Regions from separate parts of the Mus musculus genome. Here all the other regions are linked to region 1. The links are chromatin contacts, called in public Hi-C and HiChIP or PLAC-seq maps. All regions are on one chromosome and are shown on one strand. The core of a region is the stretch at or near the end of the contact, and the rest is flanking DNA. Distances in the headings are between cores, read along the strand shown. Region 1 holds the start of Epc2 (enhancer of polycomb homolog 2). Region 2 overlaps Kif5c (kinesin family member 5C). Region 3 overlaps Kif5c (kinesin family member 5C). Region 4 overlaps Kif5c (kinesin family member 5C). Region 5 overlaps Kif5c (kinesin family member 5C).

What was found. Hi-C and Micro-C count contacts between places; a contact is called where the count stands out from the background. HiChIP or PLAC-seq counts read pairs in DNA pulled down with a chosen protein or histone mark.
Region 2: an H3K4me3 HiChIP or PLAC-seq map of embryonic forebrain shows a contact between it and region 1, with 4 times the contacts expected there. The contact joins the enhancer-like site here to the promoter of Epc2 in region 1. A contact is called at or near these places in 2 of 39 promoter capture datasets (liver and pre-B cells), 19 of 484 Hi-C or Micro-C datasets (CD8 T cells, the N1E-115 cell line, brain and 12 more), 14 of 115 datasets of contacts at active chromatin or transcription factors (astrocytes, bone marrow-derived macrophages, craniofacial prominence and 11 more) and 2 of 9 other capture datasets (adipose tissue and liver).
Region 3: a Hi-C map of nephron progenitors shows a contact between it and region 1, with 2.4 times the contacts expected there. The contact joins the enhancer-like site here to the promoter of Epc2 in region 1. A contact is called at or near these places in 5 of 39 promoter capture datasets (cranial neural crest, embryonic stem cells, hippocampal neurons and 1 more), 1 of 15 datasets of contacts at CTCF or cohesin (large pre-B cells), 6 of 484 Hi-C or Micro-C datasets (cerebral cortex, embryonic fibroblasts, liver and 2 more), 14 of 115 datasets of contacts at active chromatin or transcription factors (SST interneurons, bone marrow-derived macrophages, craniofacial prominence and 11 more) and 2 of 9 other capture datasets (adipose tissue and pancreatic islet).
Region 4: a Hi-C map of cerebellar granule neurons shows a contact between it and region 1, with 2.7 times the contacts expected there. The contact joins the enhancer-like site here to the promoter of Epc2 in region 1. A contact is called at or near these places in 5 of 39 promoter capture datasets (3T3-L1-derived adipocytes, cranial neural crest, hippocampal neurons and 1 more), 1 of 15 datasets of contacts at CTCF or cohesin (large pre-B cells), 9 of 484 Hi-C or Micro-C datasets (the G1E-ER4 cell line, the N1E-115 cell line, cerebellar granule neurons and 4 more), 13 of 115 datasets of contacts at active chromatin or transcription factors (the 230-238 cell line, bone marrow-derived macrophages, craniofacial prominence and 8 more) and 1 of 9 other capture datasets (pancreatic islet).
Region 5: an H3K27ac HiChIP or PLAC-seq map of differentiating embryonic stem cells shows a contact between it and region 1, with 5 times the contacts expected there. The contact joins the enhancer-like site here to the promoter of Epc2 in region 1. A contact is called at or near these places in 5 of 39 promoter capture datasets (the 3T3-L1 cell line, cranial neural crest, hippocampal neurons and 1 more), 1 of 15 datasets of contacts at CTCF or cohesin (large pre-B cells), 7 of 484 Hi-C or Micro-C datasets (the C2C12 cell line, the G1E-ER4 cell line, cerebellar granule neurons and 4 more), 27 of 115 datasets of contacts at active chromatin or transcription factors (the 230-238 cell line, SST interneurons, bone marrow-derived macrophages and 19 more) and 3 of 9 other capture datasets (adipose tissue, macrophages and pancreatic islet).

The regions. Positions count from the first base shown.
Region 1 is chr2:49,448,077-49,453,557 of GRCm38.p6, forward strand. It overlaps Epc2 (enhancer of polycomb homolog 2), which reads left to right and starts at 3,410. Exons shown (of 14, transcript NM_172663.4): 1 at 3,410-3,882. The coding sequence starts at 3,730.
Region 2 is chr2:49,630,029-49,635,281 of GRCm38.p6, forward strand. The region is part of intron 1 of Kif5c (kinesin family member 5C); the gene reads left to right. Among named protein-coding and RNA genes, the nearest start is that of Kif5c, 13 kb to the left of the region's middle. Within about 2 kb of position 3,328, at least 44 of the 459 cell types and tissues checked have an H3K27ac peak or open chromatin away from gene starts, as enhancers often do. A contact at or near this core is called in astrocytes, cortical neurons, embryonic forebrain and 2 more, where this site is marked.
Region 3 is chr2:49,674,873-49,680,148 of GRCm38.p6, forward strand. The region is part of intron 2 of Kif5c (kinesin family member 5C); the gene reads left to right. Among named protein-coding and RNA genes, the nearest start is that of Kif5c, 58 kb to the left of the region's middle. Within about 2 kb of position 3,674, at least 10 of the 459 cell types and tissues checked have an H3K27ac peak or open chromatin away from gene starts, as enhancers often do. A contact at or near this core is called in nephron progenitors and uterus, where this site is marked.
Region 4 is chr2:49,653,915-49,659,125 of GRCm38.p6, forward strand. All of the region lies in intron 1 of Kif5c (kinesin family member 5C), which reads left to right. Among named protein-coding and RNA genes, the nearest start is that of Kif5c, 37 kb to the left of the region's middle. Within about 2 kb of position 1,902, at least 28 of the 459 cell types and tissues checked have an H3K27ac peak or open chromatin away from gene starts, as enhancers often do. A contact at or near this core is called in cerebellar granule neurons, cerebellum and cerebral cortex, where this site is marked.
Region 5 is chr2:49,691,703-49,697,757 of GRCm38.p6, forward strand. Kif5c (kinesin family member 5C) reads left to right here. Exons shown (of 26, transcript NM_008449.3): 5 at 1,992-2,040; 6 at 2,298-2,353; 7 at 3,066-3,153. Among named protein-coding and RNA genes, the nearest start is that of Gm46738, 52 kb to the right of the region's middle. Within about 2 kb of position 3,994, at least 10 of the 459 cell types and tissues checked have an H3K27ac peak or open chromatin away from gene starts, as enhancers often do. A contact at or near this core is called in SST interneurons and differentiating embryonic stem cells, where this site is marked.

The sequences.
Region 1 (5,481 bases), core at 2,160-4,659:
CTGAGCCACAGCTACAGCTTTTTATTTACTGTCTCATGTTCCCTGTGGCAAATGAAGGGGTGAAAGTAGACATTTGTCATGTGTCCCCTCAGTACTGCCTCTATCCCAACATCTCAGACAATCAAGAGTTGCCGTCATAAAGTGCTCTGGGACTGCAGGATTGATTCCAGTTGATTGTAATGAATGCAGACTCCCACATTCAGATTACATATGGGGAACAAGGAAGCTTTATTAGCTCTAGGTTCGTTCCTAGAAACATAGAGGGGGGAAGGGCGGAGATACAGTCCACATACCAACCCAATTAACTTTCAATTGGGTTGGCTGAGACTGGGAGTCAATTAGAAAGAACGTGACATTTTCAAAACCCTGAAATCACTGAATAGCAACTGTGTTTACTAGTTTAAGGGTTCTTTTTTTAAAAAAGGAACTTGTCTATTATTTGGAAGCCCTGATTATTATACTGGGAATTGGAAACTTGAAATGTAATTTTCCTTTTTTTAGTTTCTTATTTGTACATTTTTTTATGGTTATGAAACTGGTTCTAATTCTTGGTGTTTATATATTAACATTTGCTAGATTAAATGACTGTCATTTGGATTGATCCAGAACATATTTGAAGTGGACTGATTTTTAGGATGGCTGTACACACACATGTGCATTGCATATGGAGATTAGAATAGGTTCAGCTGTATAACCATTTGAAACAGGTTTTGGTAAGTTTCCTAAGAGGACTTACTTCAAAAGTTGAAAAGATATTTGTGTCTTTAGCACTAACAAATAAGAGCACTCAACAAACAAAAATAAGTAGTATAATAAATAGTATTTGCATACAAATAAAAATTACTTTCCAGAAGTGAAAGAGGCATTTGAGTTTAGGCACTGAGTTGGAGTCTAAGGAAATACAGACTGTGTCTCAGGTGTGGCATTTGGTTCAAACTGTTTTGTTCTTAGCTCTGTAATCACTGCCAACAAGGCAAGAAGAAAAGTGAACATTGGAGGATAAAATTGATTCTCATTTAAAGCAAAGACCAACAGCAAACCAACTATGATGCAAAAGCCATTCTCTTGGTTGAGTTTTACATTAGAAAAAAAAAGTTTCTTTGAGATGTTCTTATTGTTTCTAAAGTTCTGATGGCAAGGATTGCTGGGTAGGCCAAAGAAAAGAAAAATTAGCATCAATGGCTAGGCCTGATGGCAGGCCAGGAAGGCACTCAAACTCCAACCTGGAGTAGAATGTCACAGCAGCACTGAAATTCTTTGTGTAGCTGATATGACTTCATAGCTATCAGCAAACATACTAGATGCCTGCTTTCTGTGAGGTAGGGCTAGCCATTCTCACTAATTAACTCTGGGGGCTTTCATTAATTAACTTTGGGTCAGAAACTTTTGAACATTGGATGGCCAATAAACCAAAGAGCTTGGATACTAAAGTGTGCAGCTAGGAGAACAAGTGTTTTGGAGTTAGGATAGATCCAGAGTTAATCCAGGTCTGCTGTTCCCTGGTATTGGAACTTGACAAATTATAGGTCTGAGTCTGTTTCCTTTTTAGCAAAAATCACAGCATTTCTCCCTATGTAGAAGTATATAGCTATAAGAATTGAGTGGATTTCAACTACTTGGGACTATACCCCCCCCCCCACACACACAATGTCCACACTTCTTTTTCTGAGTGTAACATTAGGCAGAGAGACTGGAAAGAAGCTACCGTCTCTGAGCCTGAGAAGGGGTGAGAATCCAGATAAAAGGCCCCAATGACTCATTTTTTCAAACACTGTTCCCCCTGATTTTCAGACTAGTACTCAATAATGACCCCCCCAGCCCCCCTTCTGAGAACTTCTTGTTCTTCCTTACAAAGGATTGGAACTACGCCAGAGGGTAACACTCACAACAGCACAGGCTCACAACCATGTGAAAGGTGTTGCTTACAAGAATTGAGCCACAGTCTGTTTGCATTGTTACCAGTAACAAGTGGACATAAAACAAAGCCACTGAATAACATCCCAAAGTGTCCCCGGACAGACTGGTTAGATTATTTTGTGTTACCAGGAAGTCAATATTCACCATTCAGCTTTCAAAGGAAAAGCTGGAGACAAGGGGGAGGGGGGGAGAGGGAGGGAAAAAAAAGCAGGGAGAGAAGAAAATAGAGAAAAATAATGGGTGGCAATGAAGAGAGATAGATGGTTTTGCTATATTAAGACATGACAAAGAAACCCGTTTTTATTGTTGGACTTTAGCAAACCATCTACCCTTTTATGAGCTAGGTAGGGTATTTTTCAATGATTAGAAAATGGTAAAACTGTTGCACAGTGAGGCAATTTGCTTAGAAACATGTACTGCTTAAAGACTAAGAAACTGCAACAAAGGTTTGTATCAATAGTGACTAGTATTTAATTGAGTCAATTTGATTCCTTTTTGCAGAGCTTTTGCAAACCACTTCTGGCCAAAACTATGTCTAATTTCTTTGACCTGTCACAGCAACTGACTATAGATGTCATGTGGTAATTAACTTTCCATCACTCTTTTGTGTGGTCTGTATCATTTTCTTCAAGAATTTACTTTTTTTTTTTTTTTTTTTTTGGCCCATCATCTTTGCAGCTGCCCTTTCAAGTAGTTACGACTCTTGTTACTAATTATCCAGCAGTTTAGTTGTAACACAGTAACACGCAAACTAATTGGAGTCCGGAACTTTATTAAACTCTTTTTGAGTCGTCACTGTAACCAGTGTTTTCACATACTTTGGTTAGAGATTTCAAGAAATGCCAACCATCAAACTAAGAAAGTTTGGATGACAGGTGCAAGTCCGCTTGTTGCCGCGTCCAGCAACTATTTCAAGTAGCAGTCTCCAACTACTGACCCTCCTGTCTACCCGAGCATCCTCTCGGCGGTGCCTAACTCTGGAGAGCTCCTCTGGACAGGGACTGCCCAAGTTCTCAGGGCGCGAGACGCAGCAGGGCTGTGCCTCTCGGCGTGGGCAGACGCAGCGGACTTGTCGGACCTCCCCGGGGATGCGCAAACCCGAGGCGCGAAACCAGCCAGCAGGCGCCGGGGCGAGCAGAGCTGTCCAAGTGCAGACTCGAGGGGCGGCCGGTGGCCCGGGGGCGGAGGCCTCCTGTCCCCCCGAGGCGAGCGGTCCTAGGCACTGAGCCTTCCCGAGGGAGCCCCGCGCGGAGCGAGTCGGCGGCGGAGGCACCGAGGCGCCCGCTCCGGAGCCGGGGACCGAGCGCACCTGGCACCTGCCGCCCCGCCTGCGTGCCGAGCGTCCCGCCGAGGAGGGCCACCGGGACTCGGCTCGCTCTCGCCGGCTGGGCTGGCCGCGCCTCGCCGCGGAGAGAGTGGGTGGGCAGGCAGGGGAGGGAAAGGAAGGAGGGAGGGAGGGAGGGAGGGAGAGGGCGACGCGCGTCCCCGAGGCGGGGGCGCGCTCTCGCGCGGGCTGCCGGGATCGCTCGCCGCCGCTGTGGTAATGTCCGCCATGTTGGCCATGGCGCAGGGAGCGGATCGGGCGGGCGAGCGGCGGATCTAGAGTGTGGAAGCGGCCGCGGGCGGCGGGGGGCTGTTCTGGGGCGGGGTGGGCGCCCATGCTGGGGCCGGGGGCACTGCGGAGGAGGAGGAGGAGCGGGCCGGCCGCGCTGCACTGAGGAAGGAGGTGGAGGAGGCGGCGGGAGTGCTCCCCCCCCCTCCCCGCCCGCCCCGCCGCCGCCGCCCGGGCTGTTCCTGTAAGGCGGGGAGACAATGAGTAAACTCTCCTTCCGAGCGCGGGCGCTGGACGCCGCCAAACCGCTGCCCATCTACCGCGGCAAGGACATGCCTGATCTCAACGACTGCGTCTCCATCAACCGGGCCGTGCCCCAGATGCCCACCGGGATGGAGAAGGAGGAGGAATCGGTAGGGACTCGAGTGTTTATTACCCCCCCCTTCCCTCCTCCCCCCTCCCCTTTGTCAGCCGGGCCTCGCCATTCACAGAGCGCTTCTACGCTCGCTGGAGGGCGCCGCTGCCGCTGCGCGCTCCGGACCCTACGCCGGCGGAGTAGCGTAAACCCGTCGGCCGGCGCAGCGCCCGCCCGCGGCCGCCATGTTGTTGCGTCCCAGTGTTGTGATTAGCTCTCGGCGCCGCTTACGCTGCCGTAAGGGGGCCCTGCCGTAAGCAGCGGCCGGGAATGGCGCAGGGATGCGCCGGCCCGCACTTGGCGTACAGCCTCTGTTTACCTCGTAGACATCTCGCCGGGAGCGGGGTTAATGGGTCGAGAAAGGGTCCTTGGGCTAAGGCGCTATTTTCGTTGCGTTTTAAAATTTGTGCGTGCACGAAATTGCCTTTGAAACAAACGATCTCGGGAAAGTAGAGCTCTTTCAAAACATGCATCTTCCTGCTAGTGGGGTGATGGGTGATGGTTTGCGCTGCCCGCTAGAGGTGCCGCGGGAGTAGGCGATGCATCCCTGCGGCCGGGCAGCGACCCCCGGTCCGGACTCTGCGTTAGCGAGTCCTCTGATCTGCACGCCGGCTTCGCCTGCCGGGCTGGCCCCTCCTCGGTTGTGCGGAATTAGGACGGAGCCCGAATGCTTGAAACTGGCCTCCAGGCCCGCGCTTCCCGTGCAGCGAGCGTCCGGGGAAGTTGCATGCGGGATGGCTGTTTACAACTTGAGGGCTCAGAGCGTCCGCATTGACAGTTGCGTTTTTGACCAGATGTTAAAATTTGGACAAAATGCTGTTTCCTTCTTCCCGGGGGTTAAGTTATACCCAAGACTGAATTTCCTCCGATTTGACAGTGTTTACGACTCTGGAGTGTTGTTACTTGTGTGCGGAGTTCATAGTAACTGCACCCTGAAGAATTTCTTCAATGAACCTTCAGTCCCGCCTTATTGTCAACCACGGGTGTGTGTGGATTGGCTCCCTAGCTTCTGTTACTGTCAAAAGAAAGCTGGAGGTTTCTGTGATTGGCTTTCTCTTTTGACTATTAATATTGCAGGAAATGCCTTTAAGCATTTGATTGGCTGCTCGAATTCTGACCTCACTGTGTTGGTGCTTTGACTTAATCACATTTCTTTTTGGTGTTTGATTACCTGATTTAACATTTTCAGTAGAATATTAAATAAGACCTCTTTTTAAACCTTCAGGAAATTAAAACTCAGCTTTTATGCCTAAGATTCAGATAGTACCGAATCGTGTTTGAGAAGTTTGCTTATGAGGTTATTGACTTGATTTTGAGCTACCTTCTGGCAGTCTCCGATAGATGATCTAGAAACTGCGTTTGGTAGCGTGGTACTGTCTTTGCTGATCACGTCTTTCTCTTAGCCATTTCCTTCGGACGTGTGTTTTTACGTCGTTTTACTTCCTTATGTTTGCTATCTTTTGCCTAAGGTCTGCCAGTTGAAAAATCAGATGATCATTTAATCAATCTGTCATTTCTTCTTGAATGTTGTATAGTGGTAGTTACTGTTTATACTATCTCCTGTTTAGATCTAAGATACTGTACTAAGAATTTTAAA
Region 2 (5,253 bases), core at 2,078-4,577, 180 kb after region 1:
GCGATTCCCTGCTGACGAGCACCCGTTGCCTCATAAATTCTTCTCGAAAGTGTGCTTGGGTTGGATTGGCAGGTACTGTTGATTCCACTGGAGAGAGAGAAATGTTCTTCCCATCCTCACCTTGAAACAAGTGGGGGCTCTGCAAGGATCCAAGCCTTTGTGGAGGCTCGACCATGCACCCAGCGATGAGGGCTAATCAAGCTTCCAGAGCCAACTCTGCCAACCTTATCCTTTCTAATCAAGCAAAGCAAGGCTGGTGGTGCCTTTCCGCAAGGCACCTGAAAAAGCGCCATACTCTATGACCTTGCCTTGCTGCTGCATACACTTCCTGGCTTGAGTCAGCTTGTGGAATCGCCAGGGCCAGGCACATGCACGCTGTTTGTCTTCCAGCCATGGTCCTCGGCCTGGTCTGACCAGGGATTTGGAGAGGCTCATCCAGGTGTGTTTGAGAGATTTTCATCTTATCTTTTCATCCTTGGTTTGAGTTGGATATTGGGAAACACATTTTCAAGGGGTGAAGTGGGTATTTGAGAACAAAATTTGGTGCAGCACATAAAGAAAATAGTTCAGCTGTTTCTGTTTTCTCATTCAAAGACGAGAAGAATGGAGAAAACCACATTCAGGTAATGTATGTTTTGACACTTTTCAGGGTAACGTTCTTAGGAGCTGCAGACCAGTAATATTATTTTAGAAGCATTTTCTATGAAGCTCTTGGTTCCACAACACCAGACTGACAAGCCTCAGGGACCTGTCCCAGGTTCCGTACCTGGCTTTGCTCCAGTCCTTGTTTGCCCTTGGCCTCTGGAGGAGCCCGGAGCTGTCTGCTTAATTCTCTGGGGGAGGTTGTTCTGTAGTTTTCCTCAAAACCTGTCTGGAACCTTGCTCCTCAGAGGTTATTGATTTCCACCTGGGAACTGGGGCAAAAAACTGCTGTCTCTGACATCAGAAACTTGGGAGAGTCGCCGGGGGAGGGACTTTGTTTCTGCAGCTGCCACGTATTGCAAAGAGAGGAACAGTTGCCCGTCTGATTGACTGGTGTCTAGACCTCTCTTAGACTTGATTTCTGAAGGGCTAAGGTTCTGAATCAATACTTTCTCTATTTGACTTTCTGTGGGAAACTGAGGTAAACTGACCTCTACAGGGTCTAGCTTTTTGGGCTGTTTCTCTCTCCTTGTTAACTGGCTGTCAGAGTAGCTCACAAATTCCAGGCCCAGTCAAGTTCATGTAGGCTTGGACACCAGGGGAGTAGGGTGGTGGGATGAGAAAAGGAGGGTTTAGTCCTTATCAGCTGACCTTGAGTTTTATGTCTGTGTTGGGATGGCGGGTGCAGGGGTCCTACCTAGGCCATGACACATACCACGTGTGTCATGGGATCCCCATGGAAGGGTGAAGTAAGGAGCGGCTGAATTTTAAAGGGGATTGTGGTGTTCCTGGATCGCCGTTGCTATCATTATGATCCATTGAATTCATGATACCATCCAATAAGTTCATATTTACAGTATATGCGAGATTAGCTACAGCTACATTAGCTTTAGAAGAAAAAATGTGTAGCTCTTTCGAAAGTTCTAAACAAAACAGTACCAGCCATTATCTGTGTAGACAGGTAGGCAGCAGCATCCTGCGTACTCTTGAAGACAAACGGAAGCTACTTGTACATGCGCTGAGTGTCTGTGCTACACATGGCTCCTGGCAAAGGTTTCCTTCAAGATTTACTTTACACATTTTTCTGAGATCTAGATATTTGTCCAAAAATACCTGCAAAGGGGAAAATAGATCCCTGTTTGTCACTTCCTAGCCCTGGTGGCGAGCAGGGAAAGGTGAGCTCTGATTCTCTTTGGCTGGCTGATCTAGAAACCTGTGACTCAGTTAAAAGGCTGTCTCAGAAGCTGGGCAGTGGTAGCGCTCGCCTTTAATCTCAGCACTTGGGAGGCAGAGGCAGGTGGATTTCTGACTTCGAGGCCAGCCTGGTCTACAGACTGAGTTCCAGGATAGCCAGGGCTACTCAGAGAAACCCTGTCTTGAAAACCAAAAAAACCAAAAACCAAACCAAAACAACAACAGCAGCAACAACAACAACAACAATATAAATCAGAGAGAGAGAGGGAGAGGGAGGGAGAGAGAGAGAGAGAGAGAGAGAGAGAGAGAGAGAAAGAGAGCCCCAAAGGAAGACATCCTGAGATGATCTCTGGCTTTGGCACACACAAGTGATTTTGTGCACCTGTCCCCCAACTCCAAAGTCTATATAAACCAAATATAAAGTAGTACCAAGTAGGTTATGGGGAATTTGATGTTAAATACATTCATTGTCACTCAAAAATGTTTCCATTTTTAAAGAGGTGTTTTGTGCATTGCCCAGTCTGGTGGCCACTGGTCACATCCAGTCTATTGAACAACTTGGAATACTGCTCATCCATGTAGGGATGTTTGGTAGTTGCAAAATATATACCAGACACTGAAGACAGTATTAAACAAAACCACAATAAAACAGCACTTCCCTCAACCAAACCAACTAAAAACCCGCAGTAAAAGACGTTGTTAACATGGATGAGACACATTACACCCTGCAGAGGTATTTGGGGTAGAATGTGTTAGACTTTATTTTTGCTTTATGAAGATGTGACTAATACGAAATTTAAGATTGCATCTGGGCCTATCATTAGTTCTCTTGGATAACACTGCCCCAGCGTTTAGGCACAGTGTTCTGACTTTGCAATCATAGGATTTCGTTCCTCTCTGGTGTATTGAGGGCCTATTGTATACTCAGCTCAGTTAAGCATTGTGAGCCCTGCCATCAACAGGAAGGAAAAATGAACCTTGTAAATACCTGTCCAGAGAAGCCTTGCTGAGAGAGAGAGAGAGAGAACACTTGGTTCTCTGTTGGGGACAGCAGGCTGAGGGACCAACACTTTGCCCCTCCCTCATCTGGAGGAATCCACTCTGCAAGTGTAAACTTGGCTCTAGTTGCTTTGCAGTCTCTGTAACCATTTTCTACATTCCAGTTTGTAATCATCAGTGTCCCTTCCCATCCCATAATGCTGGGTCACTTTTGAGAAGTCCTGGGAGCAGCAGCCCAACGGTGCCCCTATTAAGGATAAGATTTCTGGGGACTGGTGACTAACAATGAAAGAGAGCACAAAAATGTGCCTGGATCCCATGGGTCCTAGGAAATGCCACCATACTGCCTTGCTTCCTGGCTCTGTGGTCAGCCCTGCATTAGCCTTGCAGCCAGTGTTTGGCAGGAACTCCAGGCCTAGGTCCTTGCCTGTGCCTGTACAGCTCTGGAAGCTTAGAGTACTTGGGGTTGCCTCCCTGGGAGACTTGCTTGCAATTTCCAGGCGAGAAGCACCACAGTGACTGGAATCTGCGATGTACCCTCTGTCCCGGTCCTGTCGCTGGTGTAGGAATGATGAGACCTTTTGTCCTGGGAATGCATTTTCCATTAGCATGGTGACTTCTAATGAGGTCGCTCTGCCGAGTGGGATAAAAGCGTCCATTAGGATGTGGGGGTCGCAGAGCTGGACTGTGGTGGGAAGCCAAGGAAACCCTTTGTCACTCTCTGGTGCCTTTTCTTTGTGTGTGCATCGGTTGGAAGAGCTTGCCTTGACAGTGAAGAAGGCTGCATAGCTTTTTGCAGGAATCTGATTAAGTGTTGAAAATTTACTCCCCTCCCCGCAGGCCCCTGGTATCTGGATCAGTGCAGGATTGATCGATCCTCTTTGTAAATGGTGGAAAACCACAAAAAGGGCAATGCAGGCACCGCAAAAATCATCGCAAATTTGCCGTTTAATATTCCTATCCTCCCTTCTCCTGTTGGTTTGTTATTGTTAAAAAATGTACACCAACCCTGGATATACAAGTTACCCATGTTACTTGTATATGTGGTATAATATCTTCACAATGCTACTTTTCAGTGATTGCTTAATGTCTACTGGGCTGCCATAGCAGTGTGCTCACTGTCTGTGTATTGTGGCATGGAATTCTTCATCTTGCACTTATTTCAGATCATACTTGCTGAGCGGCTCTATGCGTGGGGCTATTTTCAGTAGCTCAGTTATTTCTACAGAATTCATTAACTAGAAGCAGATTTCCTGGGTCCAGTGCGGCGAGTACATAAATCCGATCCTATTAACTATCAGCCTATTGTTTTCCGCAAAGGCTCTACTGATTCCTACAGCCTTCAGGGATGTATGACTGGCCAGTCTGGCAGCAAATCCATGTCTGAAGTAAAGGAACTGAATCATTTGAGAGGGTGATTGGTATGGCACTGGTCTAGTGAAAATCCATAGGGATTTCCTCTCCTGGTCTTTGCTGGTGTGTATGTGTGAGTTCCCATCCTGGCAATATAAAAGGACTGATTTGGGGCATCACTGTGCCATATCCCCAGTATCCAATGGCTGACAGAACAGAGTGGAGATGGCCACTTATATTTGGAATGACCTCAAGGCTTTTCTCACAAATCCTCAGATGTGGTTGTTTCTCCCATTGCACTGGATAAGCATTAGCTTGTATCTAGCAGCACCCATGGGAGCACTTTACTAGATGACCTGGTGTGTGCCATGCTGACCGAGGTGGGAATTCATGTTGCTGGAGGGTGGAGTCACACTACACAACACCAAAGAGATTACTCCACATTTTGAAGGTTATATGTCATGTAGGGACCAGACCGGCACTCTAGTCCTAGAAGAGAGCATATACTAGTCCCACCTTCTAGTGGGTGCCACTGGCAAGCCCTAGTCTGCAAAGGCAGCCAGAACCAACTGAATTGAGTCAGACAAATAGAAGGAAGCATGTGAAGAGGTCCAAGCAGTGCAGGAGGTAGAGGGTGTGATTGGAAGGCCTTTGTTTTCCTTCCTTCCTTCCTTCCTTCCTTCCTTCCTTCCTTCCTTCCTTCCTTCCTTCCCTTCCTTCCTTCCTTCCTTCCTTCCTTCCTTCCTTCCTTCCTTCCTTCCTTCCTTCCTTCCCTCCCTCCCTTCCCAGAATACTGCTCTCTATTCCATTGGTTTAGTCACTTAAACCCAGAGATCCTTCTCTGTGTTCTTAACTATCACATTGAGTACTAGTCATGTCAAGTAATTGGCTTGTGAAAATGTTATCTAGCACTTCGGTTAAATCAAGATTTTTAATGAAGATACAAACTAAATGGTGTCGAAGGAGATAAAGAGAAAAGAAGGATGCAGTCAGCATTTCCCAGAGAAGGAAAGAAGGGCAGCTGACCACTCCATGTCCAAAGGACAGCGGAGCTGCCGATGGCCA
Region 3 (5,276 bases), core at 2,424-4,923, 230 kb after region 1:
AAGTAGTAGGTTGCTATTGAGGTTCTTTGCATATCCTTAGTTTGGGTTAGCTCACCCTGCCCAATTCCTCTCTCTTCATTTCCTATCTCCATGCCTGTTTAAAGCCTCAGATCCCTGTATCCTCACTCCTTCATATTGTTTTCTTCTATCCACCTTTCCTCTTAAGACCTGTTCACCTCTCCTTTTTCGTGGGCCCTTTCTGTCTTCCCGGGCTTGACAGATACCTGATTGAACTTTTAAAAGTAACCTCCAAGGCTCCTGCGAGAGCAAATGACTTTCCTTTCTGTGTCAGTAAGGTAAATCATACATCCATAGCAAGACCTTCTTGGAGTACACAATGGAGCACCACTGGGTCTTCTTGTCATCAGAGCCCTGCCTCAGTTGGGATTGGGATGTGGTAAAGAGACTAAGATGTGAATCAAATGACTCTGAAGATCAGCATGGTCACCTGATTCGTGATGCTGTCGCAGGCTGATGAGCTCTGTCTCATTGTCTATTGAGACCTTTACAGAGCCTGATTTAAGATGTCTAGAGTCCCAGTATTTCCTACACTTGCATCTTTGTGTTTTTCAAACTGTTGGCTGAAAGAGTGTGAAGATTTCTCCATCTCTGTAGGAAGAGGTTGTAAGGTTTGTGACTATAATCACGGCAAATAAGGCTCCCGTGGGTGCCTAGGCATTAAACTCCATGGTTACCAGATATTATTGCTGAGATCCTGGTAACCGTGTGCTGGTCAGCAGGAGCCACTCCGGACCTTCCTTGCCTTCCAAAGCAATCAATTGTGGACTGAACAAATGCTTAGAGGAGGTGGTTTTTTTGTTCGCTTTTTATTTTATTTTTTTATTTTTAAAAAATTTTTTCCAGTTGATTTCTCTAAGCTACAGTTATTTATGTATACAGGTAATATTAAGTGCTTATCACCTGATAAGCACTGCTAGGGACTGGAGTCATCAAAACATCTAAGACTGTCTGCTGGGAACTCTCAATATAGGAGAGGCATTTCATATGCCATTATCATGCTTTTAGGCTATGTAGGTTAAGATGGGTGTGTGTACCATGCCAGGACCACACAGAGGAGTGCCACTTTGTGCCGATTTGGTGGGTGAAGGGAGGGAGTGGAAAACTGAGGAAAGGTTCTTCGAAAGGTTGGGCCCCGAGGACTATAGATAATAGCCGTAGTATCAGCAGGAACTTCGAGAGCCTGAAGATACAAACGATGTGGCACGCTCGGGTAGTTCGGAAGGAATGGTGTAGGGTTTTGAGTACACGGTGGCAAATGAGGTTGCCAGAGGCAGTCTGCATCCCTCTGGTGGACATGCTGGACGGTATCCCAGAGGCCACGTGGGCAGACTGAACAGCTTTAAACTTAGGAAGATACACTCAGATCTGTTTCATTATCCTGTATGCTCTGTATTATGTCTGCTCTCGAGCACCTTAGATGTCGCATCCTAAAGCTTCAGTTGATGAGGTGTGTGAACACTTCTTTCTCTACCCTATTAGAGTGAAATTTGATGCTTGGAGAATAAAGCACTTTGGCCAGATCTAGAGGAATGAGTGGGTCTGGGCCTTGAGACCTAGTTTGCCGACTGCCTGCGGCTCTGAGCTATTTTGCCTTACCTTTCTTTTTCAGTCAGGTCATATGGACTATTAACTAACAGGCCAAAGTGCTAGGGGTAGGGATGAGTGTGTGAGGAGAGTAGAGGGGAAAGAACAGCTACTGTGGCCTTAGAGCTTTGTGCTGGTCAGTCGTGGGTGAGCTTCCACTCTGAAATGCAGAGACTTTGGAGGGGTCAGTGTGTGCAAATAGTCACTCTGCTCAGCAGAGATTAAAGCAAACGTGTTTCTCAAGCTCAGAACTGTCTACCATTTACTGCGATGGGAGTGTGTGTTTGCTGCCTTGGGTGCCTGGAGCCTGGGTCTTCATTCTGCAGGCACGGGCAGCTTGAGTTCTTTGGTTTGCTGGCAAACCTTGGGATCCCAATGGAGCAGCCTTTAGCTGTTGTCAGAAGCCTAGTGAGTGCCCCTGACACAACACCGTCTCCCCTGGGAGGGTTAGTAGGCTGGGCAGCCTCTTAGGAATACCGATGTATAGTGTGAAGGACCTTGATTCGTGATTCACAAAGCACTCATTTCTGCTCCTGTCAGACCTGGGCTCAGCTGTAAGCAGAACCTAGGATGCGTGCATGCTCAAGTTTCTGAACTCTGTAGCCAGAGCTGGCCAGCGTCCTCTGTCCTCTCCCCTCCCCTTTGGGAGATAACATGCCGCTTGTCATCTGCAGCAGAAGCTTCTGGGTTTGCTGGGCTGCTGGATAGACGGACACTGGCCTGAGAGGTGTGGGGCTCCCATCATGCCAGATACCGTCACAAAGGACGCTTCTGTCTGGAAGAGCATTATGTGTGGAAACAGTCATTCTGCTCCGCAGAGACTAAAGCAAATGTGTTTCTCCAGCCCAGGAACCATCAGCCATTTACTGTGATGGAAGTTTGCAGGCCTTTGGTTGGGAGCTATGGGCTGGTCCCGGAGGCAGTATGTGGTTCTGCACAGGGCCCAGCACAAGCCAGTGCTCGAGTCGTCCCTCAGCAGCCTGTGCTGGCTCCTCTCTCAGCCCTTGAACTGCACTGCTCACCCAAGGCGTTCTCTGCCGGCACTCCCCACTAACCATAAAACACACTCGGAATAAACAAATGCACCACCCTCTCAAATCCGAGAAAATAGACAACCCTAGGTCGACAGGACCTTACTTTTTTTTTGTTTTGTTTTGTTTTGTTTGTTTTTTGAGACAGGGTTCTCTGTGTAGCCCTGGCTGTCCTGGAACTCACTCTGTAGACCAGGCTGGACTCGAACTCAGAAATCCTCCTGCCTCTGCCTCCTGACTGCTGAGATTAAAGGCGTGCGCCATCACCGCCCCCGGCTAGGACCTTATGTTTTAAAATTATCTTTTAGTTCAGAATTGAGTCGATAGAGGGCAACATCAGCTGCATTCAATTTTGATCTGGGATATTCTCTAAAATGTATTACGTGTAAGATGATTCTGGGTACTTTAAAGGCCAATCAGAGTGTGCTTTCGTGGATTCTGTATGCTCTCTATGAAAAAAAACCAAAACAAAACAGCAAGGAAATTGTGTTCAGTGTGGATTTTCTCTGAGTACACTCCCACATGCCTATCAGTAACTCAGCTCAAGGTGAGCCAATGCCACTTAGGCATGTTCCCTCCCCGCCCCCCTTTTTAAAATGGGGTCTCATTTAGCTCAGGTTATCATAAATGGGGTCTCATTTAGCTCAGGCTATCCTCAGGCCCTCACAGAGCTAGGGCTTACCTTGAAGTCTGGTTCTTTTGTTTCTGTCTCATCAGAGCTGAGATTATAGGTGTGTGACATCACTCCTCGACTGTGGGCTGCTGAGGACTGAAGCCAGTGTTTGTGCCCTCTAAAGAAACACTCTCCCAGTCGATCCGAGACTTGATGTGGGGACTCAGTTTGTAAACACAGGAGAACAGGGACTGTAAACTACCTGCTTGGTGAGACTGTGTCCTGTGCTCAGTGAGAACAGCCCTGAAAGCTCATGGAGATGCTGGAGGAAGAGGAAGATGGCAGAGGAAGGAGTGTGGGCTGGACGTAGGCTCTGGAGTCAGGTTCCTTTAGGGTGCGGCAGGTTGCCACACTTCAGAAGAAAGGAGCGAGGTCAGAAGCTGGCTGGATGTTGGCCCAGACCAGTAAATCCTAGAGCACGACCTACACAGGAGTGTGAGGGAGGAAGGGCCTCAGTCTGAGGAGAGGTGTTTAGTTTCTAGTAAATAAAAAGCTTTCTGTTGTGACAGTGCCTGGCGTTCCAACGGCCTGAAGTTGTTTGCGTTGTGAGCATTGAACTTTAAAATCTCAACTGTAGGATGGAACCTCTTTCTTTGGGTCCCTCAAAGTACATGCTCATCATGTTCATGCTAGTGTGGAGGCGCACCACGCTGGCACTCTGACCCCAGCCCCAGGGGGATCTTTTCTCTGGGAGTTGACATTTTCATGGAAACTGAAGCTTAAACCTCTAACCCTAACACTGACTTCTTCAGTTTTCTCTCTCTTCTTTCTGCTGTTACTAGGGAAACCGCTTTCAAAAACCATTTGTAGAAGACAGATACATGTGAGTGCTCCCTTCCCCCATCTCGATACTTTTCTTCTCTGATCCCAAGTCATATTGTAACAATCTCAGAATAGTAAAATAGGTATGCTTTTTTTTTTCTTTTTTTCCTTTTGTAAACCTAGCAAGAAAAACAAACCACCATCAACACCCCCCCACCACCACCACAGTCAGCACAAACAGGTTCAGAGAGGAGAGGGAACCACCCCAATCTGAAATACATGGAGGTGACGGCCTGGCACACTTTCTCACATGGCCCCAAGTAGCATCCTCTATTCAGGGCACTTCTTGCCCTCACCATCAACCACATTAAGAATTCCTCCCTTGGTGCAGAGTGGTGGGTCAAGGATATTAATTATGCATTGTTTCCCTTTCTGTGATGGTTGTAGAGAGGAGGGGGAGGCAGGAGGGAATATGTTTTAATCACCTCTGCTGCTCTGAAAGAATTCCCACCGATGATCTTCAGCTCTGCAACATAAAGCAGCCCCCACCCGCACGGCTCCCCTCCTCCCTGTGTGAAACCGAAGCCAGCCTGCCTCGCGTGTGGGCTTTCACCGTGCACTTATTGTGTAATTAAGAGAAATTCCTGATGCTGATGGGTCCAGGCTATCCTCCTAGTGAGGCAGTGAAAGAAAACCAGAGGCATTAAATTTAAGTCAGGCCTGCTAGTTTCCAGGGTGATTGGAGCTCGGTTTGCAGTGTGGTGCCTTTCGCTCCCCTAGTTCTAGTCTGTTGTGATGGGACTTCCGTGAGGCCTTCATGGGAAATGGTCCAAAGGATCCAGAGTTAAGCTGACCGAGACCAAACCTTCAGGCACCACATTCTATTCTAATCTCCAGAAACTGCAAGTCTGCTGGCTTTTCCTCTCCAAGAATCTCAAGAGACTAACACCTAGGCGAAAGCTTCACGTAGCCGAAAAAGACTCTTCCCCTGGAGTCCCGCAGTCTGCAGAAATGAGAGACCCTTTCTCCTTATTTGTGGGACAGCAGACTCTCCTTTCTTTTCTTATTTCACAATCATACTTAAAGCACATGCAGTTGGCACATATCATTTTTGTAAGAAGACAGAGATGGGCCATTAGGAACTGCAACCTTACATCATACAACCAAGGCCAGTGTAGGAGCAGCATAATGAATTAATGTTCATC
Region 4 (5,211 bases), core at 652-3,151, 200 kb after region 1:
ACCAAGTGTCCTACTGTCTCCTGAGTGAGGATGCCATCTCACTGGGCTAGAATGTCTAAGCTTCATGCTGCCCATATTCAGCCTTTCCATCCTAAATGTGATTAGCTACAGAAGTCCTGCATACAGTTTATATCCATCAGCCTTCCCTTTCGAGCATCCGTGAAGCCTCTCTGTGTGTAAGTGTGTGTGTGTGACTTTGTGTCTGTGTCTCTGTGTGCCTGTGTGTACCTTTAGCCATCAAAACAGAGCTGCCCGAGCCTGCTAATTTCTGCTGGTTTTAGTTAGTGTCATCTTCATAGGAGACTTCTGTCTGCAGTTATGAAGTTATCTTAACAGGAAGAGCAAGCTATTGCATTCTGAGTTATGCCCTGTCATGTTCTGAACATGTTCTATTATCACAGCATGTTAGAGTCAGAGGAATTCCACATTTCATGTTCTATAGAGGAGGAGGCCTAGAGGTAAGTTGTATAAGGTCACAATTTGGTCAAATGTGTGAAATTCTTAGCAAATCCATAGCTGAGGAATATATGTGATCCTGGAGGGACAGTGACAAAATGCCTCTTATGGGTGGTCTTATGGGTGGGAGGCTTGGCATGGAACCAGAATTCTGGTGCTTATATAAGCTCACCTCACCACCTTCCACTCGTCCGAGGAAGCCATTCCTTTTTCTCAGAAAGGGAGGCTAACGTTTCTGTCCCATGGCTCAGAAAAGCAACCAGAAATGAGGCACCTGAACACACCATGAGAGTAAAGCTGTCATCCGGCATGCTGGGCAATTATTACTATGCGAGCTGTTTCCCATCAGTGAGGAAATGAGTTAGTACTATTTCTCCGCTCTGGTCACCTGCAGTGTGGCTTGCTGAGCTGCTCAGGTGATGGTCTGGGCACAAGCTCTCATATCAGCGTCACGTGTACAGCCACATGGCTTTGCGGTGTGTGCCGCCACAGGCTTCAGCCGCCTCAGACTGAGTATGTGTTGCTGGCCCTGGCAGCTCCTGCGAGGTCGCCATGCCCTCAAAGGAAGGTAGACATTTCCTGTTATTGTGTATCTGGCAAAAATGATGTCTCCATCTTGTTTTTAGTGAAAAAAAAATTCTGCCTCTCCTGTGAGGAAAAAAAAAATATTTTCCCACAGACTTGACTTGGTACCAGATCTACTGAGGTAACCACTGCAGAGATTTTTTTATTCCCTTCTCCGAGTGTACATACTCAGTGAACAGTGAACCCTTGAAGCCTAAAGCTTGCCTTCTCTGGAGTCTCCCATGCCTGAGGCAGAAGCTACTTGTGAGAACATTAGAGACTCCTGCCTCCCATTACTATTGCCATGTGTTAGAGCTACACAGATTCATCATTTTCAGGGAAAATGGAAAGCACAGGTGAGTGTCTTGGCTCACTAGAATGAGAGGCACAAGCTTCAGGGGAAGGACCAGCCATTCCGACCTCCTCTGTTGTCCTCTGCATCCTGGCAGGTGGGAGAGGAAGGACTGCGGTTTGCTTTCATTGGAAGCAAAACATCACCATGTCTTTGAAACAGTTTTCATTATTCTCCTTAAAAGAAGTCATCCTTCTGTTTCCAGTCTCCTGTTAGCCAGGCGATAATTCTGCATTTCTTTATTATCGCTCTGGCAATGTGCCTCCAAGAATATTCTTCCGTAGCTGTCTGCGATCCTGACAGGGTCTGTGTGTCCACACAGCAGGGAGTTTGGCAGGAGGGAGAGAATTGCAGCCTGGTTTCCTGTAGGAAGAAGGCTTACAAGACTCATTCTTGTGCGCTGCTTTTGTTCCCTTGCGGTCTGTGAAGTGGTGGGCATTGCCTTGCCAACTCCACTGGGAGCCAGCCGGGCACTGCTTTGTGGACGTCTGCTTCATTATTGACTCTCCTGGGAGCAGCGTTGGCTTCAGCCAGCATGGGCCCCAGCCACCTTCCTAAGGGCAGAGAGCCAGTGTGGGGAGGGACAGCAGTGTGGATGCTCTGTAGGTTAGTGTTTCTGGCTGCATTCAGAGCGTGGTCCATCCAGTGCAGGCAGGAAAGCGAGAGGATGTAGCTGGAGTGGAGAAGATAGCCTGGTTTTATAGTCCTCTTGTTAGGCAGCTAAAGACTGGTGGGCCCTGGGGAGGTGTGACAAGGATGGGGATGAGCGAGCTGCTGGTCACTACTAGGTATGGGGAGTTTGCCTTAATATGCAGAGCCCTCCTCCCCTTGCCTTGGGAACTTTCTGTCAACTTCCTGACAAACAAGAGGGTAGATGAACAGTAAAGAGAGATGAATGGGTAGAGGAAGACAGGGAGCCCCTAGGACTATTAAAATCTAGCGTTGGTGGAAGGAGAATGTAGACTTTCAAAGAGATACAGCTCATATCTCCTACCCCTACATCCTATAATGAGATCCTAGCATCCCACTTCTAGCCTCCTTGGCACCCAAGTTCCATGTTAGTCCAGGGCCCTCGGCAGCTAGTGGGCCGCTTTTGCACGAATTAGGGGTTAGTGATCTTCTGGGCAGGTGTGGCCCTACATGTCTCCTGCTTGGCAGGTGACCAGCACCTCTGTGAAGGAAAAGTCACGTCGTTCCCCCCCCCCCCCAAGGTCTAGGGCAAAACTGGTTGATGTTGTTTTTTCTTTTTGTCTTGATACAAGGTCTTGCAGTGTTCCGAGGCTGGCCCTGGATCTTGGGGTGAGGTGATCTCGCTCCAGCCTCTTGAATTGCTGGCACTACAGCCATCTGCTATTGCACTGGATCAACTCAGTGGATTTTAACAATGATTGGAGTTTCCACTCCTCCCCTCTGCACTTCCTTACCTTGCCTGTGCACCTTGGGAAATGGCCACATGTTTGGCAGTGATTTTACTTTGCACCCATTGAATTCCCATTGCACCCAGTGCAGGTGTAAAGTAAAAGGCAAAGAGGAGTGAAGCGTCTGGGGTTTTACCTTAGTTGGGGTTCTCTAGAAGCACAAGGGAAACCAGAATAACGTGCAGAGTACTTTGAGAGGTGAACCTAAGAAACCCTGAAGAGGGAAGTGAGGCAGGGGGCAAAGGAAGCCCTGGGGTTGTCTCTTTGGAGTTGCTATAGTGAGCAAGTAGAACTCTAGGGGCCAGTTGGAATACCCACCCAGTGACCCCTTCACACCAATTCTGGCTCAGACAGCTGAAGCACTGTCCCCCAAGTTTTATCTGTCAGGCTGAGGATTGCTGGGTTGGAAGCCTAGACATCCCTTCCAGCCTGTTCGTTAGGAGTTCTAAGAGCACCACCAACTGGCACAGCCAACAGATCAAGGGATGCAGGAGCCAGCAGTGGAAGGTCAGGCCAGTCTGTAAAGACTGGGAGGTGAGTCAGGTTCCTAGAACTCTGCTTCAGGGTGGCAGTGGGTATTTTGCTCATGTGTCTCGAAGCCCCCAAAGCTATAGAGGAAAGTGATTGAGTCTATGAGTGCCTGAGTCAGACCCAGTTCCTTACCTTTCCTGCATGGGCTTTGGAACTGAACATGCCACTAATTATTCTGAAATAATGTAGACAATTGTTCTCAGAAAAAAGCTACTGTTTTGTGTCTGTGCCCCCTCCTCATTCTTAAGAGCTGAGCCTTAAGGCCTGGAGTCATGGGCCTGTGGGATTGCGGGAGCCCAAAATATGATTCCATATCAAGATATGATTTGGGTATCAAGAGGGCAACAGGGTGTCAAGTTCTGAGCAGGTTCAGGGAAAGTTTCACTTTTCTGTATCTCTCCCGTGTAGGCTCATGGCGTGGGAAGTTTGCTGCAATTCTGGTTCTTGGTGTAAGTTGGTCATCAGGCCTCAAACCTTGCAATAGAGAATAACAGTGTTCCCATCTCGAGTGTCTTCTCTAGCACCAGGCTCTGTGGTAGATCCTCTATTTGCATGGTTGTATTTGATGCTCACTGGAAGCCTGAATTGTGGCTTCTGTTGGCTCTGCAGGAGAACTATAATAAAGAAGACAGACAACAGAAAGTGTTGGCAAGGCTATAGCGACACCAGAACCTGCATACACTGCTGGCAGGAATAGTAACCAGCTCAGTCGCTTTGGAGGATAATTTGCCAGTTCTTCAAAGCTAAACTTAAATGTAGAGTTCCTATATGGCTCAGCAGGTCCACTCCTAGATACATTCCCAGAGGGAACACACAAAACCTTATGTGTGAATAGTCATAATAGCCCCAAGGAAAATCAACACAGTGGTCCCATCTGTTAATGAATGGTACATAAAGCATTATATATCCATCCAGTGGAATATTGTTTGGTCTTGAAATGAAGCCATGATACATGGTGGATGGAACTTGAAACATCCTCGGTGAGGGAGGCTGCTCAGAAGAACACACACTATGACCCCTTTTATGCGACATACTGACGACAGGCGGTTCTGTGAAGTCTGGAGGCAGAGCTAGTGGTTGCCTAGAACAAGGGAGAATGTTGGGGTGACTGACTGCTAATCCAGCAAGGGGTTCTTCTGGGGGGTGATAGGAAGGCTCTGGACTTAGATGGTAATGTGGGACTTGAATGCTCCCTGCACTGTATTGCACAAAGGAATGAAGTTTATTGTGTGGCAATTATATTTTAACAAACAAGTCCTCAAGCTTCTGGTGACGATATTCATGTTGGTAAATGTGGGCATCAATACTAGCCTAAGGACTAAGGAAGGGCTTCTTAGCTAATGTTTTGGGTATATCCTTTCAGACTGTTAGGAGAGCCCTTCATAGTTTAGTTTCTCCTCATGCACGGTAATATGACGCTCTCCTGATGTCCCAGTCGTGGGGGGGGGGGGGGATCTTTAGAGTTCTTCAATTAAAACCAAACCCGTACAATTTTCAGAAACAAGTACACCTGTCCTTCCGTTTGTTTTCCACAGGGAGAAAGTGCTTTGGAGGGTGGACAGTAGCTTCCAAAGTGAGGCAGAGCTGATTAGACTTCGGCCTTGTCTTGGTTTTACTGCTGTGAGCAGACACCACGACCAAGGCAACTCTTATAAGGACAACATTGAATTGAGGCTGGCATATAGGTTCAGAAGTTCAGTCAGTGCCACCAAAGCAGGAACATGACAGTGTCCAGGCAGGCATGGTGCAGGAGAAGCTGAGAGTTCTACATCTTCATCTGAAAGCTGCCAGCAGAATATTCACTTCCAGGCAGCTAGGATGACTGACTTAAAGCCCACTCCCACAGTAACACACCTACCCTACCAAGGCCACACCCCCCAATAGTGCCAC
Region 5 (6,055 bases), core at 2,744-5,243, 240 kb after region 1:
AACAGAGTTTAGTGTCAGGGCAGAGGGGCCTTCACATTCTCCAGATCAGAGGTGAGGTTGGTCCACTCCTGAAGTTTCACCTGGGTAGTCACAGCCTAGCTTTACAGCTGTACAGCGACAATTGAGGCTGGCTTAATGATGGGGTATATCCAGAGAAATGTGTTGAAAGACAGTTGTATCATTCTGTAAGCCTCATAGATAATAGGCAAAACCAGGGATCTATGATATCACTAGGCAATGTGATCTTACGGAACTGCTGCCGTGTATGTGGTCTGTTGCTTAATATTATCATGTAGCTCACAACTATATTTTTGTTCCTTTTTTAATTAATTATTTTATCTATATTATATTCCAAATGTTGTCCCCTCCCGTTCCAGGTCCCCCCTTCACCCCTCTCCCCTCCCCTTTGCTTCTGAGAGGGTGCTCCCACACCTACCTCACCCTGCTAGGATCCCCCTTCCCTGGGGCATCAAGTTTTTACAAGATTAAGCACATCCTTTCCCATTGAGGCCAGACAGGGCCCTCCTCTGCTGCGTATGTAGCGGGGGCCATGGACCAGCCCCACGAATGCTCTTTGGTGATCAGTGCTTAGTCTCTGAGAGCTCTGAGGGGTCCAGTTAGTTGATACTGTTGTTCTTCCTGTGGGGTCGCAATCTCCTTCAGCTACCCTCAGTCCTTCTCCTAACTCTTCCATAGGGGTCCCTGGCCTCAGTCCAGGGTTGACTGTTAAGTATCTGCATCTGTCTCAGTCACCTGCTGGTAGAGCCACTCAGAGGCTTCTGTCTGTAGGCACAACATGGCATCAGTAATAGTGTCAAGGTTTGGTGCCTGTGCCAGGGATGGATCCCAAGCTGGGCTGGTCTCTGGATGACCTTTCCTTCAGTCTTTACTCTATTTTTGTCCCTGCGTTTCCATTTTGCATATCTTCCTATTTTGCACAGGTGCTTATGAGTATGGGGGAAATTTTATCTGGGAGGAAAGAGTCTGATATAGGCAGTGTGTAAAATCCTGGAAAGAATTTTTCACATCTCAAAGACTAACAGCTTCATTTGCCAGATTGAGGCCATATGTACATTAGATTCCTCAGAACTCATTCTTAGTTTAAGCATCGCATTAGTTCAGCTATCAGACCAGTCACCCGGGAATTCAGACGCTGATTCTGGGTTCTGGTGTCGGAGGCTCTGATGCAGTGGAACTGTGGTCGTTTCCAGGGCTCCGTGCTTCTGTAGCTGATACTGATATATGTGGGGTCGGCTGAAGCTTAAGAACGATTATTCAGAAGGCTTCCTTTTCCTTACACAGTCTAATCATCTTTTGTTTGGTTTTTGAGAAAAAATTTCTTCTGTAGCCCCAGCTGACCTTAGATTCACAACAACCCTCTCACTCAGCCTTCTTATCTGGGACATAGGCATAGCTACCACACCTGGCCAATAGTCTTTATTAAACCACATTTGTTCCAGTCCATCACAGACTCCAAACCTGGTGTCTTCATCAGTACCTTCTCAGGTACCTGTCTGAACTCCTGTTGTTCCAAGCATCCTTAGCCTCTCCGTCATGCACTGTTCCTGTGGGTCTGACGAGGCTGTGGCATCATGCAGCTGGGTGAAGTCTGCTATGTTTGACCAACACTTGTTTAGGATGCTTTCTCTTATGGCTGTTACCACACATGGACATGGGCTTGATATTCAGCCAAGGCTAAACTTAGGTTCTCTTGTAAGAGGCTATCTAGCAGCTGATATAGGGAACACCTGGGACCAGAGGAGTCAGAAGTGTAGAGCTAGAGAATGGTCCATGGTTGGCAGATGGGTTGGTCACAGTGGCCAAGCAAGAGGAACACACGAGGGGTGCCTGCGGCTCTGTGCTCAGGACTCTGACCTTTCCCTCGGCGTTCCCTCTTCTCAGCCACAGAGAAAGCTTTCATGAGTTTGATAGTGATGGTTTTAAAACATGGTATGGTGTTTCTATTTCAATTTCAATTTTTCTTTATCTAGGTTTCCTATTTTGAGATCTACTTGGACAAAATAAGGGACTTGCTTGATGGTGAGTTCCACCTGAATGCATTGTGCTTGCTCTGTAGTTGAAGTCCGGGGTGGGGGTGGGGGGGGGGGTTGAGATGCGTTAGCATGCTTCTGCCTGGACAGCTGATGAAAATGTAGAGTGATGTTTGCCTTCAGGCTGTGTGCTCTTCCCAGCCACAGCTTAAACTTGCCTCTCGTCTGTAACCATAGCTATTCTTGGAGCACAGGGTTTTTAACTTCCCTTTCCTTCTTTGCATGCCATCATTTTCACCACCACAGTGTCCAAGACCAACTTGGCAGTTCATGAAGACAAAAACAGAGTCCCCTATGTAAAGGTATGCAAAGACTTGGGGCAATGCAGCTAACTTTTCTCTGGTCTGTGCAAATACTGCATGAGATGCTATAAAGAGTATCCAAAGGCATAGTTTATCTATAACATTGATATAAGTATAAAAAACCCCAACAGCCAGTATTTAGGTTCTTCAACTGTAGCTTTCCTGTATGTAAATTATTATTATTATTATTATTATTTGTTGCTGAGAATCTAATCCAGTGCTTCATGTATAAGTTATGAGCTATTATACTCAGCCCTCTTTATGAAATCTATTATTTAAGTACTACTACTTAGTATATAAAAGAGGTTTTGGGATTGAATGCAGTGGTGTATGCTCTGAACCTCACCGAAGCCTATTGTGGCCTTGTCTATTGTGCTGAAATGATGAATGATGGAGGGTGAGGCAGTACATTCTCATTTCCTCCCCTCTCATAAGTTTTCTTCTTTTAATTTCTGGCTCCTGAAAGCATTGCTTTAGGGTATGAACAGGAGCTTAAAAAGCATTTCTTCCAGCTTTCCCAGGGCTGGCTGGCTCATACTTCTCTTTAATGTAGAATCCAAGCCCCAGGCAAGGGGGAAGCACTGTTGGTCAGCATCATTGCCTTTCTGTTTAGCTGTACCTTTAGGGGGAGAAAGGATGCTTAGCTGCTTTGAGATGCTGTTGCTTTGCAACCGCTGTAATGGCCAACCTGCCCTACCTTTGACTCTTGCAGGGGTGCACCGAGAGGTTTGTGTCAAGCCCGGAGGAGGTCATGGATGTGATCGATGAGGGCAAAGCAAACCGACACGTGGCTGTGACAAGTAAGTGTGTGTGTGTGTGTGTGGGGGGGGGAGGTGATGTCTATGCTGTTACATAGCACGGCAGTATCTGCCCTCTGTGCAGGACAGCTGGGTGACGAGGATGTGAGGGAAGGTAGCAGAGAGCAGCGAGCAGGCAGAGCCCAGGCCCTGTGCTGCGTGAGTGTATGCAGCACTCTGAGGTCTTGAAGAATTGCCTGAGATTCCTTGGGTTCTGATCAAAGTCTTAGAAAGAAAATCCAAGTTACTAAATTCATGCCAAACACAAGGAAAAACAGTTGGGGCTCTACCTCTGTAGAGAGAGAATAATGCAAAGAGGGCATCAGAGCAGAGCAGGCGGCTTCCAAGGAGTCCCTGAAGCTGGAGAGCTCACAGCAGGCACACTCACATGAGCTAAGATGCCTGTCTCATCCCGGGGAGCTGCACGTGTTTATCAGCAAGGCAGAGGCTCCTTAAATTGACTAGCACTGTCCTTTCAGAGGGATGTGGGCAGAGGAGTGTAAGTTCACTCAGAGCTGAAGGAACTAAGAATTTCAAGTTCGGAAGAGAAAAAAAAAATCAGGAGAGGATGTGTGCGCTGCAGTTCATTGATGCTCTGGGTTCTGATGTTGAGGAAGATGCAATGTGCTGCAGGCTAGGCACGCAGGCTTGACCAACTGTCAGGACTCTAAGCCTGGGAGCTGCCCCAGGAAAAGCCTGCTGCTGAGGAAGGGAGCGAAGGTATTGTATAGAAGAGATTCAAGCAGTAGTTGGTGGCTGGTCTAGACCCTTCTAGGAGCAGGTCTGAGGCTCCTGTGTGAATGGGCTCCAGCTCTGTGACTCAGAATCCTCTTCTACACCCACAGCCTGTGAAATGATGCTTGTATATGCATCAGTTTTCAGAGCTGACCTAGGCTTGTGTGCTGTGTAGGAAACACTGCTTCTTGCTGTTCTGCCCGAAACCCAAATGTACATGACAAACCTTTCTTGCTGTGTTTCCTAAGCTGCCAGTCATGAATTATTTACACTGTACCTGCTTCAGAGCCGAGCATGTCGAATGTTACTAGTGTCCTTAGCATTCTGTCAGGGTTTTTTTCCCACATTATTTGTACATGTGTGTGTGTGTGTGTGTGTATGTATGTATGTATGTATGTATGTATGTATGTATGTGTTTGTGCACGAGCGTGGGCATGTGTGCGTGCTCACGTGTGTACGCATGCTATGTAGATAAGCACATGGAAGCTAGGGAGAACCTACTCTTGAAAGTTTTCCTCTAACGTGTGGGTCTTGGAAATTGCCCTGGGATGCCAGGCTTGACAGCGAGCATCTTCACCCATTGAGTCATCGTACCAGCTCCGGTTTCTATTTTAGTGGGGTGAGTATATTTAACAGTGCTCTGTTGCTAAGTCCATTTGCATTGTGGGCAACATCTGACCGTGTGTCGCCACAATGCTCCATCTTCCCCAGCTGAGACCTGAACTCGGGGACCTTTGCAGCGGGTGCTTTACAGGCTGTCCCATCTCCCCAGCTCCGGTTTTAATTTTCAAGATCAGCTTGACTATTCAGGATGCTGTGAGAGTTTGTAGACTTTTAAAAGTTTAGGGTAGACTTTTCTACTTTTGTAGATAATATCATTGAGATTTTGATACAGTTGTATTTGGATAGATTATTTTGGCTTATATATGTGCATGTTTTGTGTGCCTGTGTGTATTTTATGTATGTGTAGGCCTGAAGTTGATGTTGTATCTTCCTTTGGCTGGATTTTCACATTTTATTTTTGTTGAGGCAGCCTCTTTACTGACACAGTACTTATCAATTCCAGCTCATCCTGCTAGCTCTGAGCCCACTCTGTTTCTGCTCTGCAGTCCAGGGTTACAGATAATTGCCATGCCTGACCAGCCTTTAAACGGGTTCTGGGATCCCAAACTCCAGTCCTCGTGCTTGCTCAGCAAAGCCTTATCTATTAAAGCCATCTCTGCAGATCCAATGTTGATATCTTAACAATATTTTATCTTCAAATAAATGATCACAGCTTATGTTTCCCATCTATCTCTATCTGCTTTAATATCTGTAAGTGGCATTTTGGACCTTTGGCTACAAATCTGTCATTTTCTTTAAGTTTATTTCTATTTTATCCTTCATATTGCTAATGTGAATAGATTGTCTTCTTAATATTTTATTTTTTATTTTTATTAGATATTTTCTTCATTTACATTTCAAATGCTATCCCCAAAGCCCCCTATATCTTCTTAATATTTTTAGGTCAGGCATGGAAACATAAATGGTTTTTACGCGTTGATTTTTCTAGCGTGCAGCATTGCTAAATTTATTTATTTGTGACCTTTTAAAATGGGATCTTTAAAGCTGGGCGTGGTGGCGCACGCTTTTAATCCCAGCACTTGGGAGGCAGAGGCAGGCGGATTTCTGAGTTCGAGGACAGCCTGGTCTACAGAGTGAGTTCCAGGACAGCCAGGGCTACACAGAGAAACCCTGTCTCGAACCCCCTCCCCCCCAAAATAAAATGGGATCTTTAGAGGGTTTATTTTTTTTGAACAATCTGGTGAGATGCTTTCTGAGGAATGGTGAAAGTTGCTTGGGACCATTACTGGGTCTGCTGTAAGGGGAAGCGTTTTTCCTTGGTATCCTGGCCATTTAACCTGGGAGGCCAGTGCGTGTTTCATATGGGTTGTAGAGGAATGTGTCTTAATCTTCCCTGAAGGAAGCTCCTGGTAGTTCAGGCTACACATGGGCAGGACAAACTGTGTCAGGCACTACACTGTAATAAACTTCAGGGCTTCCACAGGACCAGCAAGGAAGCTGTGAGCTTCTTGGGGGTTGAGAGAGTGGGGTATGGGATGGATATAGGGCTTCTGGCCGACCCTGAGGGTCTTTAATTCCTTTGTTACTTGAAGGCACTGTAAATCTG